Linked DNA regions of Pan troglodytes: region 2 is linked to region 1. The links are chromatin contacts, called in public HiChIP or PLAC-seq maps. All regions are on one chromosome and are shown on one strand. Each heading gives the region's core, a stretch centred on a gene start, on an enhancer-like site or on the middle of the called end of the contact. The rest is flanking DNA. Distances are from core to core; before and after follow the strand shown. Region 1 holds the start of SCAI (suppressor of cancer cell invasion). Region 2 holds the start of NR6A1 (nuclear receptor subfamily 6 group A member 1).

Region 1 (6,961 bases), core at 1,583-4,082:
AGGCTGAGTTGGCTGGGTGGCTTAAGCCCAGGAGGTGGAGGTTGCAGTATGCTGAGATTGCACCACTGCACTACAGCCTGGATGACAGAGCCAGACCCTGTCTCAAAAAAAAAAAAAAGTATTTAATCCAATATACCTAAAATATTATCTCACTATGTCATCAATATAAAAAGTTACTGAGAAATTTTATTTATTCAATTTTTGTACTAACTTGAAATCTAGCATGTATTTTATACTTATCTCATTTCAGACCCTAAATTCTCATTGGAAATATTTGATATATATTTAGATTTCATAAAATGACGGATGAAAAATACAGACTCACATACCCAAGTTGTTCAAAACATACTTGAACGTTTTCCAATAGGTGACCAAGTAGCAGTTTCTCAAGTTAATTTAATTACAATTAAATTAAATTAAAAATTTAGTTCCTCAGTCATGCTAGATGCATTTTGAGTGCTCACCCTGCATATGGTTACTGGATTGGACAGTACAGGCCTAAAGTGTGACAAGGAAACTCTGTTGGCACTTCCACCATCAGCATTTCGTGTCTATTTACTATTGAGGTTTTCTGTGTATTAACATCAATAACTTGCCAGATATTAACTATGAAAGTAGTCCTACTGGTCACATAACTACAGTAGCTTACTTTCTCTAGGTCAATGCCAACATCTGTGAAAAAGGAATCATCTAATGACTACACAGAATTGCTATGTAGTACCTCTCACATGGAATGCAGTCAAAAATGTTTATGTGATAAATATATCTTCATCTCCATTACTCAAGGACTAATTCACTTTGTTTGTGGACTACTTAAACTCTTTGCTTCTATTTTCCTAAGGTTCAACCATTCGAGTTAACTACACAGTGTCCAACGACAAAAGATAAAGCAATAAGAAAACCTACTTTCAATTGTATATTTATTAGCAGCATTATGGTATAACAGTTAAGAGCTTAAGCTCTGGAGTCAGACTGTCTGGATTCAAATCCTGGTTTTATCTTTTACTAGATGCATGATTTTGGGTAAATATTCGGCCTCTCTGTGTCGCAGTTCCCTCTTCTGTAAAATAGTTGACACTACATATTCTCTTGGGGTTCTTTGAGGATTACAGGAGAAGATACACATAGAGCATTCGTACACAGTACTTGGCACATAGTAGATGCTCAATAAAATTAGTTTATTTTTTGAGGCAGGGTCTTGCTGTGTTCCCCACACTGGAGTGCAGTGGCATGATCACGGCTCACTGCATCACTGCAGCCTTGACTTCCTGGGCTCAAGCAATCCTCCCACCTCAGCCTCTTGAGAAGCTGGGACTATAGGTCCACAACACCCGCTCAGCTAGTTGGTTTTCGGTTTTTTAATTTTTTGTTTTTGTGGGTACATAGTAGGTGTATATATTTATGGGACCGGCTAGTTTTTCAATTTTTTGTAGAGACGGAGTCTTGCTCTGTTGCCCAGACTGGTCTTGAACTCCCAGGCTCAAATGATCCTTCTGCCTCAGCCTCCCAAAGTGCTGGGATTGAAGGCATGAGCCACCCCAGCCAAGATGAGCTTTTTAAACAGAGATGCTGGAGAAAATGAAATTATGGCTAAGGTTAAAAAAAAAAATAGCTGAGATCCTTACACAACATCAAAAAGTAAAAAAGTAGGATTTCTCAAGATTTCCCACATTATCTCAGATACCAAAAAAAAAAAAAAAAAAAAAATCGACTGTAGAGGTAGTAATTTGAAGTCCTCAAAAGAAAAATCATGCATGTGGTTATATTCTTTTAAAAGGGGGATAAATAAGAAACTTCATCTACTGACAGTATACAATTATGCAGTACGGCACAGGTGCAGCCAAGCAAAAAGAAAAACATGAAGCAAAATAGGAAGGCACTGCCTTACCTGCTTCTCCGTTTTCGAGGCGGTTTCTCCACTGTGCCAGTCAGTCTGCAGACCAAACAAATAAGACGGTAACTAAAAGTAACATACAAGAAAACATCTCCCGGCGCTACCGTGCCAGTCAAGAACTAAATAGACCACCCTCTGGGACCACAGGCTCGCCAAGCTCAGATCTGACCTTACAAACGCCTCATGCCCTGTTTCCCCTATTTACCAAGACCTAGCATTCCTGGGACTCACCGTTCCCCCAATTCTCCCTGAGCTCAAACCTTCCTGGTCCCTCACCCCATCCTCGACCCCTGCTCGTCACAGCCCAGCTCCCCAAAATCACCCACCTCCACCTACTCATTGTCTGCCTCGTCACCCCCGCAAGCCCCCCTAGCCTCCCCTTTCCTGTGCCCACCCGTTCCCGACCGTGCACTGCCCCCTCCACGCCCCGCCTCTCCGGGCCCGGCGACCCCCGCATTCCACGGCCCCTCCGGGGGCGCGCCCGCCTTGCCCCTCCCGGCCCCGCGCCGCCAGCCTCACCCCTCGGCGCCCCTTCCCTCACACGCCCCTCTCACCTGGCCTCGAGGAGGCGATCGCGCCCAGCCCGCGCCGCCGCCTGCAGGCGCCCCCAAGGTCCCCCCAGCCTGCACCCCCCGCCCCTCCGGTCTCTGCGCCCCGAATGCTCCACGGCCCCGAGCCGCTGCCCCTGGGCCCGCTCTCTGGCCCCCACCCCATCCCCAACCCCGGCCTCCACCCAGCCCCCGCACCTGGGGGGCAGGCGACTCCGCGGCTGCTGGGGCTGCCGGGCTCCTCTGACCATCCGGCTCCTGCTCCGCCGCGGGAGCTGCTCCGGCGGCCGCAGGGCTCGCTCGGGAAGCTGAGGCGGCGGAGGCTGGAGTAGGCGGAGAGGCGGGAGGAGGGCCTCGCGCCTCTGCCAGGCTTGCCGCGGGGCCCGCCTCCTCCGCGCCTCTCCTCGGTTCCCATTGGCTAGAGCAGTAGTGTGGACGGAAATCTGTCAGTCGATTGGACGCTCGGCCCGTCACATCCCGCGCCGCCCACCCAGAGGTTTGGTTGAGACTGCAGGTGGCGGCGGAGGTGCCTTAGAGATTGCTAGCAGGGCCGGAGGAGACCCTAGCGCCACCATGCGCCTAAAAGTAGGAACTGCACCCCCGGCTCCAGACACCTGCCCCAGGTTCTCCTGGCTCTGCGTCCTGCATACCACACACCTGCTGGCGCCCCTCCACCTCTGCACCACGCCAGGACCGAAAACAAGCCCTGAAATCTCCCAATTTCCTCTAGCAGGTGAGACAGTGAGGCAACTCTCACAAACGTGTTTCCTTTTAAGCCACCTCGAATGCGATCCTTGTCCCTACATCTTGCTGAAATTGTCTCACAGCTCACAGCTACCCCCCAAAAAGGACCCAGCCAGAAAACTCTAAGAATCCACCAAAATAAAGCATGGTTTGGATGCTCAATCCTCTGCAGAAAAGCTCACTAGCTTGGGTGCAGGCTTTTAAGAAAGTAAGATTTTTTTTTAATTACCATGAAAGAAAAATCAGCACTACAAACAGAACCAATGCCATACTAAAAGCAACGTGTTCCATTTTGAAAGGCCTGGACAAATTTGATCCCTGAATGGAAGCTGACCATCCTGATTCTGTGACCACTGCAAGTTCTACACCAATTAATCAATTTTAAAATAAATTGTACTGTATTTTTTGACAAACAGGCATGCAAAACTGCCTTTCATAAGCATAGTTACCCTTCTTCTGCTTTAACAAAGCCATCCTTGAAAATAAGACTCAGCTCATTAACGTATTATAAAATTCTTGAAGGTGGGAAGGCCTCTCTAAATCTCTACTCCTGTGTGAACTTGTTTGGTATATCCTCAGCATCTGTTCAGAGTTGGGAGGAGGCATAAAACTTTCTCTTAAGTCACTTCCATTTTATTAGAACATCTTTTATGCCTCAATAATATGACAGCGTCGAGTAGTACATGTCAACATTGGGGTGGGGAAAATCTCTCATTGATTTCCATAAGCGGCAAAAATTAGGATACTAGTTTTTCACAAAACCAAATGTATTTGGTGTAAAGAGCTGTCTTTTCTTCTGAGATGGTCCTACCTACATCTTTAATGGTAAAATGACTTTCCATTTATGAAGTAATACTGACGGTAAATTGTAGTAGGATTTGAAAAATTGCTTTGAAAAAATGTCAAATCTCTGTTGGTCCCCCAAATTAGTATTTCATGTAATCCTAAAGTCACAGAACCACAAATCACCTCAATCTCAACTAACAGTTTCCACCCATATTATCAAGCCAGAGAGAGGAAAGAACTCCAGAATAATTTGTGTCAGACGAAGGGGGATCATCAACTCACTAGGGAAGTAATCTTGAAATATTTATTATATTCCTTATTAAAAATCCATTGCCTGCTTTTTAGCATCTTCCATAATTGACCAATCCTCACTGATATATGGCAGATATTGTCAATAAAACAGGACCTATTCATTTCTTACGCCTTCCCAAAAAGGATCCTCGAGTCTTCACATTGTGTCCAAGTGATCTCTGCTTATTTTAACTCTGTAAGACATACAAATCCCATCATTCCAGTCCACATTTAATTCACACTTCCTCTTTATCTTCCCCAATTACTCCATCCTACATCAAACATTTCCTTGTCCAGATGTGTTGTACTTACAAAATCTACACTATGTTAGCAATTATACATTGCCTTGGATTATTCTTCCAAACTACAATGAATTTGAACAAATGGCCTATGAGTATGAGCCCTTAATAAAAGGCAGCTTTGGACCAGATACTGGGTGCTTTGTGTGTGCTATTTTTAATAGTGAGATTAACCCTGCCTGATATTCTCTTATTTTAGACACAGAAACTTAAGATTCAGAAAATTCAATTTGTTCAGGGTCACACAGCTACAATAACCAATATTGCTTAAAATAGAGCGCTAAAGAAATGCTCTGGTGTGCCCTCTAGGGATTCAAGTTCCAGCTCTCCTGTGCAACGTTAGACAAGTCACCTATCCTCTCTAAGCCTATTTCCTCATCTAGGGGGAGAAAAGTTCTAGAGAAGGATGAACAAGATTAATTAATTTTTTTGAAGTTTGGGCTGGGCACAGTAGCTTATGCTTGTAATCCCAGTGCTTTGGAAGGCCGAGATAGGAGGATCTGTTCAGCCGGGAGTTCGAGACTAGACTGGGCAACATAGGGAGACCCCCATCTCTACCAAGAAAAAAAAAAATTAAAAGGTAATATAGCCATAGACCCATACAGCAAGGGCATCACAAAATAGAGAACGTAACAATTTAGCATATATGCTGTATACAGGTTAGTTGCTATTACTGCATGACAGAGCTGGGGTTTTCACCCAGATCTGATCCCAAAGCCTGTGCTATTCCAGAATGCCTCCATGCAGTCTTTTATAACCCACCATTTATATACAAAAGCACAGTGCTGCTGAGCATAGTGGGTGCCTAGGGATTGAGTGGAATATACTTATGTAGTATTTTCGTTGACAACACAAATCTATAAATGTCATGCATTTTTGAATTAAGAAAACATTTGAATGATCTAAGCCAGCATAAGCCTACTCTCATGAGGGCACAAATTCACCAGTAAATTGATACGGAAATAGAAAACAGGAGGGGAATGCAGAACCAACCTTCCCCAAGCATCTAGTGTGTCTGGCATCATGCTAGGGGACTTTCCAAATGTTTCTTTTTGGTTTACTACCGTGTATTTCGTCAGCATCACTACACACTGTAAATACACAATTTAAAGAGTTGTGATGATCTCATGAAGCATAGTTCTGGGCACTGGATCGAGGTTGTAACAATAAACATTGCCTTTAAAGAGTTGGAACACTTAGCTCAGAGTCAAATGCAAAACAAAACAAAAAAAGTTTCACTTTTGTTCACCAGTCAAGCAACCAAGTGGAGGAATAAGCATTTTTTAATTTCTTATATAAAATGCTAACTTCTTGTCAGGACATACTACGGACTATGCATTAAATTTTTTGACAAACTTCCTATAATCTTTTTATTAATTTACACTGAGGGAATATAGCACCTTTCATCCAAAGAACTGAAGGTGCTTTACAAACATTAGCATTTAAAAAACAATTACATTTAAAAATCTGGATTCTTGATGTTAAATCTCTTCGACTCCAGATACACAATTTCCTGGAAGCTGATGGAAAGTGATTCTATTTCTGACAATGAAAGAGGCTCAGAAAGAGTCCTAATTTGCTTTCACAGTACAGGCATTTTCCAAAACCTGGTTCTGGGCTTACAAAGCACACACACACAAATCTTAATGCAATGAACAATATTTCAAACCTTATTTCCCAAAGCAAAACCTAGGGCTTAAGACGTCAAAATCTTCCAACAGTTCTAGACATCCAGACAGAATAGGAGCTGATGCAGATTGCATATGAGATATACTGTTGATCCAGGTGTTTTAGGATCACACTCAAATGAATATAAAGTAGTGAAACTTTTTGGGGAAACACATTAACTTATAAAAAGCTAGCCAAGAGCATATCGGCCAAAGGAGGAAAGGGAGTAAATGGCAATTCAAAGTAGACAGTTCTCACTAGAGCCTAGGGCACTTTATTAGAAACCAAGTATATCATAGGCAAATAAAAATAGTTTTTACCCCCATTGATACAACATAAGGGATTTTACATTCAGCCTAGATATAGGGAGTAACAAATCCTCCTGCCCATAAATCTATGACTTGCAAGTATCTTCCACCACATGATAACTCTATATAGTACATATAGTACATAGCCCTTATTTATTGAAGGGATCCAAAATATTCCTTGTAGGCTCACAAAGTCCAATACATTAGCTCTCTCTTCCCTTTACACGTCTAATAGTAAAAACTATTTTTTCCATGCAAAAAGCCATTATTCAGTTGAAGAGAAATCAGGCAAAACAGAGATGGCAGATAAGGAATGGAGAGAATATTATTGGCACGTGCCCAACTAGTGACAAACAAATGCAGTACACAATGACTTAAAAATAAAAGTCACATTATAGGGATAACAAAAACAACTACATCAAT
Region 2 (6,961 bases), core at 1,321-3,820, 370 kb before region 1:
ATTGAGTTCTTTAAAATGTACTAATGAATAATTAATAACAAATGCAGTTCTTAGGTTTCTCTTACAACACTATTATTCTCAAGTAGAATTGAAAGCAATATTGCAGTAAATATTGAATTGCAGTAAAATCCGTCATCTACATTATATGCACAGGTGGGTACAGGAAGTATTCACACATAGGAAGGCATCACAGAAATATACACGCTAATATGGGATATAAGATGGGGCTTGGATTCAAAAAAATCAGCATGGGAAAATTTAGATCAGGATTTACAACACTCACAAATTAATACCAAACCAAATCTCCACACAAACTTAGCTTAAAAAGTCAAAGGCATTAAAGAAATCCTTTGTTCCTATTATACTGTCTCCTTCTACCCTAACTGGATTCCAGCTTCCCCCTTTGTGACACGGAATTTTATTGATCTCAAACATGTTCACATTCAGAAATTAGTTGCCAACGACAGCCCACGGAACGGCCAGCCACCTAGCCATCATACATCATACACAAATTAAAAAAAAAAAAAGAGCTCTGAAAACACATCACTATTTTTAAGATCAGCAACATCAAGTGAAGTTAACCAAGCTCTCTTCTACACGGACTTTTCCCTTTTGTAAAAAACACCAGATCTCCTAAACTAACAAAATGTTTGACTAGTTAATAAACGTATGAAGGCACGGATCCAACCCAAGATTTCCACCGTCTGTAGCTACTCACTCATTCAACAATTGAGCGCCTAACTGACCTATTTTCAGGTTACTTTCCTCACACCTGCCAGGTCACTGTCCTGATTGAGAAACCTCTTGGTGAAGCAGTTAATTTTTAGTGCCTCCTAACTGTCCCGGGTGTTTGCATTCAATTTGAAATCTGTTACTTGTTAGACACTGTTCGGTCCTAGATCTTTCAGAGAATTGCGAGTTTATGGCGCAGCGAGGGGAGGAGGCACGGATCTCTGAGAGCCTCCCTTTATTCGGAAATGAGGAGATGTGAAGGGTGGAAAACAGGGCAAATAAATAAATCGGGTTTGCCGCCGGAGCGTTTGCCGGCCGGTGCGAGCACCCTTTGTAATGCAGGCCTCCCGGGGCGATCGCCTGCGCTAATTGCTCCAGGGCGCTTTCCAAGTTCAAAAGTTCACCTTTTACGACCTCACAAAAGCTCCTAACACGTTACCAATAAAAACATTCCGCGGCAAACACCGAGGAGGAAAATATCAAACAGATACAAATAAAACATCCCGCAGGGGGAGGGAGCGAAGAGGAGGAGGGCGAGGAAGCCCCGAGGAACCTGAGGACCCGGCCCGGGCGAGGGGGCGAGGGACGAGCGGTAGGAAGTGCCGGGCCAGGTGAGGGATTCTCAGCTCCCAGGGTCCCGGATCGGGACAAGAAAGAGGAGAACTGAGACTAAGAGGTGGGGACCGGGACCTGCCGGGCAGAAGCCGGGAGGAGGCAGGTGTCTGGGGCCCCGGGGCGGGCTGGAGCCCTCGGCCAGGGAAAGCCGTTGCCTGGCGGAGAGGGGAGCTGAGCAGGGGCGGAGACCGGCCAGAGCGCGCGGGGCGTTGAGGAAGGTGAGGCGCAGGGGAAGCAGGAGGCGCGAAGGGGTCCGAAAAAGGAAACGACTGGGGGATGTCTAGCGAACGGGGGTTCGGCAGAGGTAGGGGGCTCGTAGTATTCAAGGAAGAACGCTCGAGGCTGCAGAAGAGGAAAACGCTCTAGAAAGCTGAGCGGTACAAGGGTGCTGTGGAGTCGGGTCAACAGGGCAAGAAGGGAGCGTCCTCGGTGGGAGGAGGAACCCCTGTAGGGGAAAAGAGAGGCTCTGCGTTAAGGGAACCCGAGTGAGGGGATGCCCCCACTGACGGACCGCGGGGGGGACTTCCAAGCTGAGGGGCCCGGGGGGAGGGGAAGGTTCGGCGCTGGGAAGACAGGGGGAGGGGACCCGGGGGGAGGAGGGAGGATTGGTGCTGAGGGGACGGGGGGAGGGGAAGCCTGTGCAGAGGGGACGGGGGGAGGGGGAAATGAAGCTCGGTGCCCAGGGACCCGGGCAGGGGGAGGGTCCGCGCGGAAGGGAACAGGGACGAAGGAGGAGGATCCACCCTGAGCGAGACCGGGGAGGAGAGGGAGGGTCCGCGCCAAGGGGGAACGGGGTGAAGGGCCACCCTAAGGGGCCGCGGGGCCGCTGCGGCTTCCCAGGGCAAGGGTCGGCAGAGAGGAGGGGGATCCCTGGCGGAGGCTCAGGAAGCCGGTTCCTGCCTGGCCCGGGCGTCGCAGGCCCCTCACCCACCGTTGCGCGGCGGCGGAGGGAGCGCGGCGGGCGGCTCCAGGAACCCCGCCGAGCCCCCGCCGCCTCCCCCTCCGCTAGGCGGCGGTTCGTCCCGCTCCATGCGGTGGTGCCTAGGGTCCGCGCTGGGTTTGCTGCTCCGCCATGACGGGCGCCCTAGTCGCCGTGGTCGTCGTCCGCCGAGGGGAGGAGGTTGTCAGGAGCCCGCGAGCTCCCGGCCGCGGCTCTCTCTGGGCCCCGAGCCGCCCGGCTCCGCGCCGCTCCGCGCCCCTCCGCGCCGCGCCCCCTCAGCACTGGCCAGCTCCCTCCCCTGACGTCACACGCCTCTGCCGCGCAAGGCCCTGCGGGGCACGCTGGAAGTTGGAGTCCGCTCTGCGAGGCCGGCCACGCCGACCGCACCAACTGAAGGGGTGGAAGGAGGGATAAGAAGTCCTGAGAAGGGAAAGCTAAAGTCTGTCAATACCAAGAACCATGACAAAGCGTTTGATGTCTATGTAGTAAGCGGATACTTCCGGGCCTTGTCTTGATTGTGATTTCTACCTGATCAAAGTTCCCTAAGAGTCCTCGTAACCCCCCACCCCAACAATGAGTCTTTGCGAGGAGGCGGATCGCGAGGCAGCCGGGTGAGCACGTGCAACGAAGCCCAGCCCTGTGGGCGGGGCCCTGGAGGCGGGGCTTGAAGGTACTCACGTGGGCCTCTCCCTGCCGCTGCGGGACAAATTGGACCGGAGATTAAAGGACCGGAGTTTAACTCGAGGTGACTGCGTTCGTATGCAAATGGAATCTATAAAATTCTTCTTTCCGGGGTAGTCTTTAAAGACTTTTTACCTCCGGGTGGGCGGGAAAGACTAAAGTTTCCCCTCCTCCCCTTTCATTTTCCCCCTGCCCATAGAACAGATGGGCAAACTAAGCTCCGGGCCATTGGGGCTATTAAAGAAAGCCCTAGGCTCTTGACCCCAGGTGTCTTGAAACCTTCCGTTTAAGAGGGATCCCTTGCCCAGCCTTGTTTGCCTTCCCCTTTCCTCAGTTTCCCTATCTGTAAAAGGGGGTTGGAATAAGGACAGGATCAAGTTGGAAGATCGCAAACCCCTGCCCCTCCCACCTCAGTTTCCCGAAGCTTTCCGGAAGCAAAATCCCGAATTTTGCAGCGGCTCCCGGCCGAATTCACCCGCTGCGGCCACCAGGTGGCGCGCGGCCACCGGTCACTAGGCCCGCCGGGGTGTCCGTCTTCGGCGACCCCATCGGGAAAGGATTTCGCTGCTGCCGCCAAGGGTCTAAGGCCTACCTGGCCCACTTGAAGACAAAGAACGAGAACGTTGGTGCTTTGCCCACTTCTGCTCTGCCGGATTATGCTGCAGCTTCCTCGGTGGCCACTCATTCGCCCTCTCCTGCCCCACCCGCCCCACCAATCCCTTAGCCCTTTTTTTTTTTTTTTTTTTTTTTTTTTGCCTAATTTTAAGTCCTCGTCCTGGCATTCGCATCCCTGCTTGGCCTGACCCTTGCCCACATTTCGCACCACACCCCGTCCCTCACCTGCTACGAAAGTTGCAACGCTTCTCTGCACTTGGGGGCAACTGGACCTTACCAACCCTGGTGAAACTGTATTTCATACGTAACCTGGGAGACTTACATTAACGCTCTGCCGTCTAAACCTCATACCTGCTCTATGAGATAGCAACAATATTGTCCCTTTCCAGCACTGATGAAGTCCACCAGAAGTGATGGGGATTCCAGCTCCATTCTGTCACACACCAGAACCTTAATCCTTGGCTCCTTCAAGCTGGAACGCGGCTGACTTCACCTGACCCACTCCCAAACTCCTATTCATCTTTCAAGATCCTGTTCAAATGTTTCTTCAGTGGCATCTTCCTTAATACCTTCCACCGAGGGACAACTAGATCCCCTCTGCTAGGTAGCAGTGTTTCAGGAGCTAAACCCTGTGACTAAGAGAGGACGGCCTGCCATTCCCTCAGCTGTGGGTTCTAAAATACTTTAGGACCTTGCTGGGCGCCGTGGTTCATGCCTGTAATCCCCACACTTTGGGAGACTGAGGCGGGCGGATCACCTGAAGTCAGGAGTTTGAGACCAGCCTGACCAATATAGAGAAAACCCGTCTCTACTAAAAATACAAAATTAGCCAGGCGTGGTGGCGCATGCCAGTAATCCCAGCTACTCAGGAGGCTGGGGCAGGAGAATCGTTTGAACCCAGGAGGCGGTGACTGCGGTAAGCCGAGATGGCGCAATTGCACTCCAGCCTGGGCAACAAGAGCAAAACTCCGTCTCAAAAAAAAAAAGAAAGAAAAAAAAAAGTCAGGACCATCTGGCCTTTCTCAGGAATCTACCTTTTTGTCACAGGTTCTGGTGGTAGTGAGTTCTCTGTCCCTGGAGATGCCATCAGAGCCTAAGTGGCACTGCAGAAACGTGCAGCCCTGGAGTTTCGGTAGTTGATGAAGATTCTAAGTCAACCCTCTTTAGATGGGCAGAAGAGTTCAGCCAAATGCTCAGCCCCTGGAAACAACTCCTCCAGTCCTTCAGACTACAGCTCTGTTGTCCCTTCCTTCCATAAACCTTCCCACACCTCCCTGACTAGTCACATCCCTTTATTCTCATTCATAACCCCAACTGCTGAGTACAGATCTGGCACATAGTAGGCTCTCAATAATTGCTGACTGGGTGAAAGAATGGATAAAAACAGCTAACCTTAGGTGAGTGACTTCTGAGCCTCTATTTCCTGTCTTCTAAGGGGATGGGTAATAATGATAGTTGCTACCTAGCAGGAATGCTATGAGAATTAAACGATGCTTGCAAAGCAATTAAAGGTCTGGCCTAATAAATGGAACCTCTTACTAATGTTATTTAAAGAGTGGTTCTAAATCTCAGATGCATGTCTTCTGAAAGTGCTTCTGGGAGGAGTCAAATACCACAAGACTGAGAAAAACAAGGGAAATGACTGTGCTAGAGACCCCAGCCACTGTCCTAAGCACAGACAGCCCAATGAACTAAGCACTCACTATGAGTCCAGCACCTACTATGGGGCCTTTTATCTAATCTCTCTACATTTCTTCCAACAATCCTAAGAAATCAATACTTTCTCCCCCGGTTTAGAAATGTGGGGACAGGTTCAGAAAGATGAAAAAGACTCTGCTACCACCTGCAGGACTCAAGACAAAAGATCTGGAAAGGAATGTGTCTAAGGGTAAGGAGGGATCTTAGGGGGCTGTGGTTCTGAGGCCAGAGGCAGCAGACAGACGGGACCAGACCGGGATACAGCTAAGAACAAGGCAGGCATGGCCGGACATGGTGGCTCACACCTGTAATCCTAGCACTTTGGGAGGCCGAGGCGGGTCAGATTGACTGATCTCAATCGGGAGGGATGACTAGAAGTGAGACTAGGTGGAGAGGAAGGCTTTCAGGTGGAAGGAACAGCATGTGCCAAGGTCCCAAGGCCAGATCACAGCTTGGCCCATTTGAGGAGCTGGGAGAATCTGTGGTGACCAGAGCCCACTGAGAGAGAGAAGGGTAAAGAGGAGGCAGCCAGAGATTATCAGGTCATGTGGGGGAACAGCCAGCAGGGGGCAGAGTTCCTCTAGTGACGGCAGCCTTGCTCTTCCTTGTCCTGCCTAGAGTCAGAGCAAGGCCGCAGTTCATCAAGAAAGGGCTTGGGTAGGGAATCCCCCCTGCCGGCTTCGATTTCTTTTAAGTACGCTCTGTCCCGTTTTTGAATACATAGGACACACACATTACAAAATCCACAGGATGCAATGAAAGTTCTTACTCCCTGGATCTCCTTAGAACCACCGTGCTGACTTTTTGCATTGTTTTTCAGATAGTCTATGTCCATAAGAACATACACGATATTTACTTTTTACACTAATCTAGCCCCGGTTTTGATGCCTCCCAGGGGATCTCTAGTTATAGAAGAAGCTTATTTGTGGATGGGCACAGTGGCTCATGCCTGTAATCCCAGCACTTTGGGAGGCCGAGGTGGGCGGGTCACGAGGTCAGGAGTTTGAGACCAGCTTGGCCAACATAGTGAAACCCTGTCTCTACTAAAAATACAAAAAATTAGCTAGGCGTGGTGGCAGGCACCTGTAATCCCAGCTACTTGGGAGGCTGAGGCAGGAGAATTGCTTGAAGCCGGGAGGCGGACATTGCAGTGAGCCGAGATTGCGCCACTGCACTCCAGCCCGGGCGACAGTGCGAGACTCTGTCTCAAGAAAAAAAAAAAAAAAAAGCAGCAGCAGCAGCTTATTTGTACTCAGTGTGTGCTTTGCACAGGATTCTTTAATTCAGCTGAGAGTTGTAGAGCACCGTACCTTGTGCCAGGTCAGTGGTTCTCAAACCCTAAGCCCCCTGGAGCCCTGGAGGGTGTGTTAAAACACAGATTGCTGGGCTCCATGCCCAGAGTTTCTGATTTTGTGAGTCTGTAGTGGGGCCTGAGAATTTGCATTTCTTTTTCTTTTTTCTTTTTTTTTTTCTTTGAGAAGGTCTCGCTCTGTCACCCAGGCTGGAGTACAGTGTCACGATCTTGGCTCACTACAGCCTCTGCCTCCTGGGTTCAAGTGATTTTTGTGCCTCAGCCTCCCGAGTAGCTGGGACTACAGGCACGTGCCACCACGCCCAGCTAAGTTTTGTTTTTTGGTTTTGTTTGTTTGTTTGTTTGTTTTTGAGACAGAGTCTCACTCT

Evidence for each region. HiChIP or PLAC-seq counts read pairs in DNA pulled down with a chosen protein or histone mark.
Region 2: an H3K4me3 HiChIP or PLAC-seq map of stem cell-derived excitatory neurons shows a contact between it and region 1, with 3 times the contacts expected there. The contact joins the promoter of NR6A1 here to the promoter of SCAI in region 1. A contact is called at or near these places in 1 of 7 Hi-C or Micro-C datasets (stem cell-derived neural progenitor cells) and 1 of 1 datasets of contacts at active chromatin or transcription factors (stem cell-derived excitatory neurons).

What each region holds. Positions count from the first base shown.
Region 1 is chr11:13,311,893-13,318,853 of NHGRI_mPanTro3-v2.0_pri, reverse strand. SCAI (suppressor of cancer cell invasion) reads right to left here and starts at 2,832. Exons shown (of 18, transcript XM_528477.8): 1 at 2,641-2,832; 2 at 1,889-1,933. The coding sequence starts at 2,693. PPP6C (protein phosphatase 6 catalytic subunit) reads right to left here. Exons shown (of 7, transcript XM_003312281.6): 7 at 6,482-6,961.
Region 2 is chr11:13,684,475-13,691,435 of NHGRI_mPanTro3-v2.0_pri, reverse strand. It overlaps NR6A1 (nuclear receptor subfamily 6 group A member 1), which reads right to left and starts at 2,570. Exons shown (of 10, transcript NM_001280163.1): 1 at 2,279-2,570. The coding sequence starts at 2,378.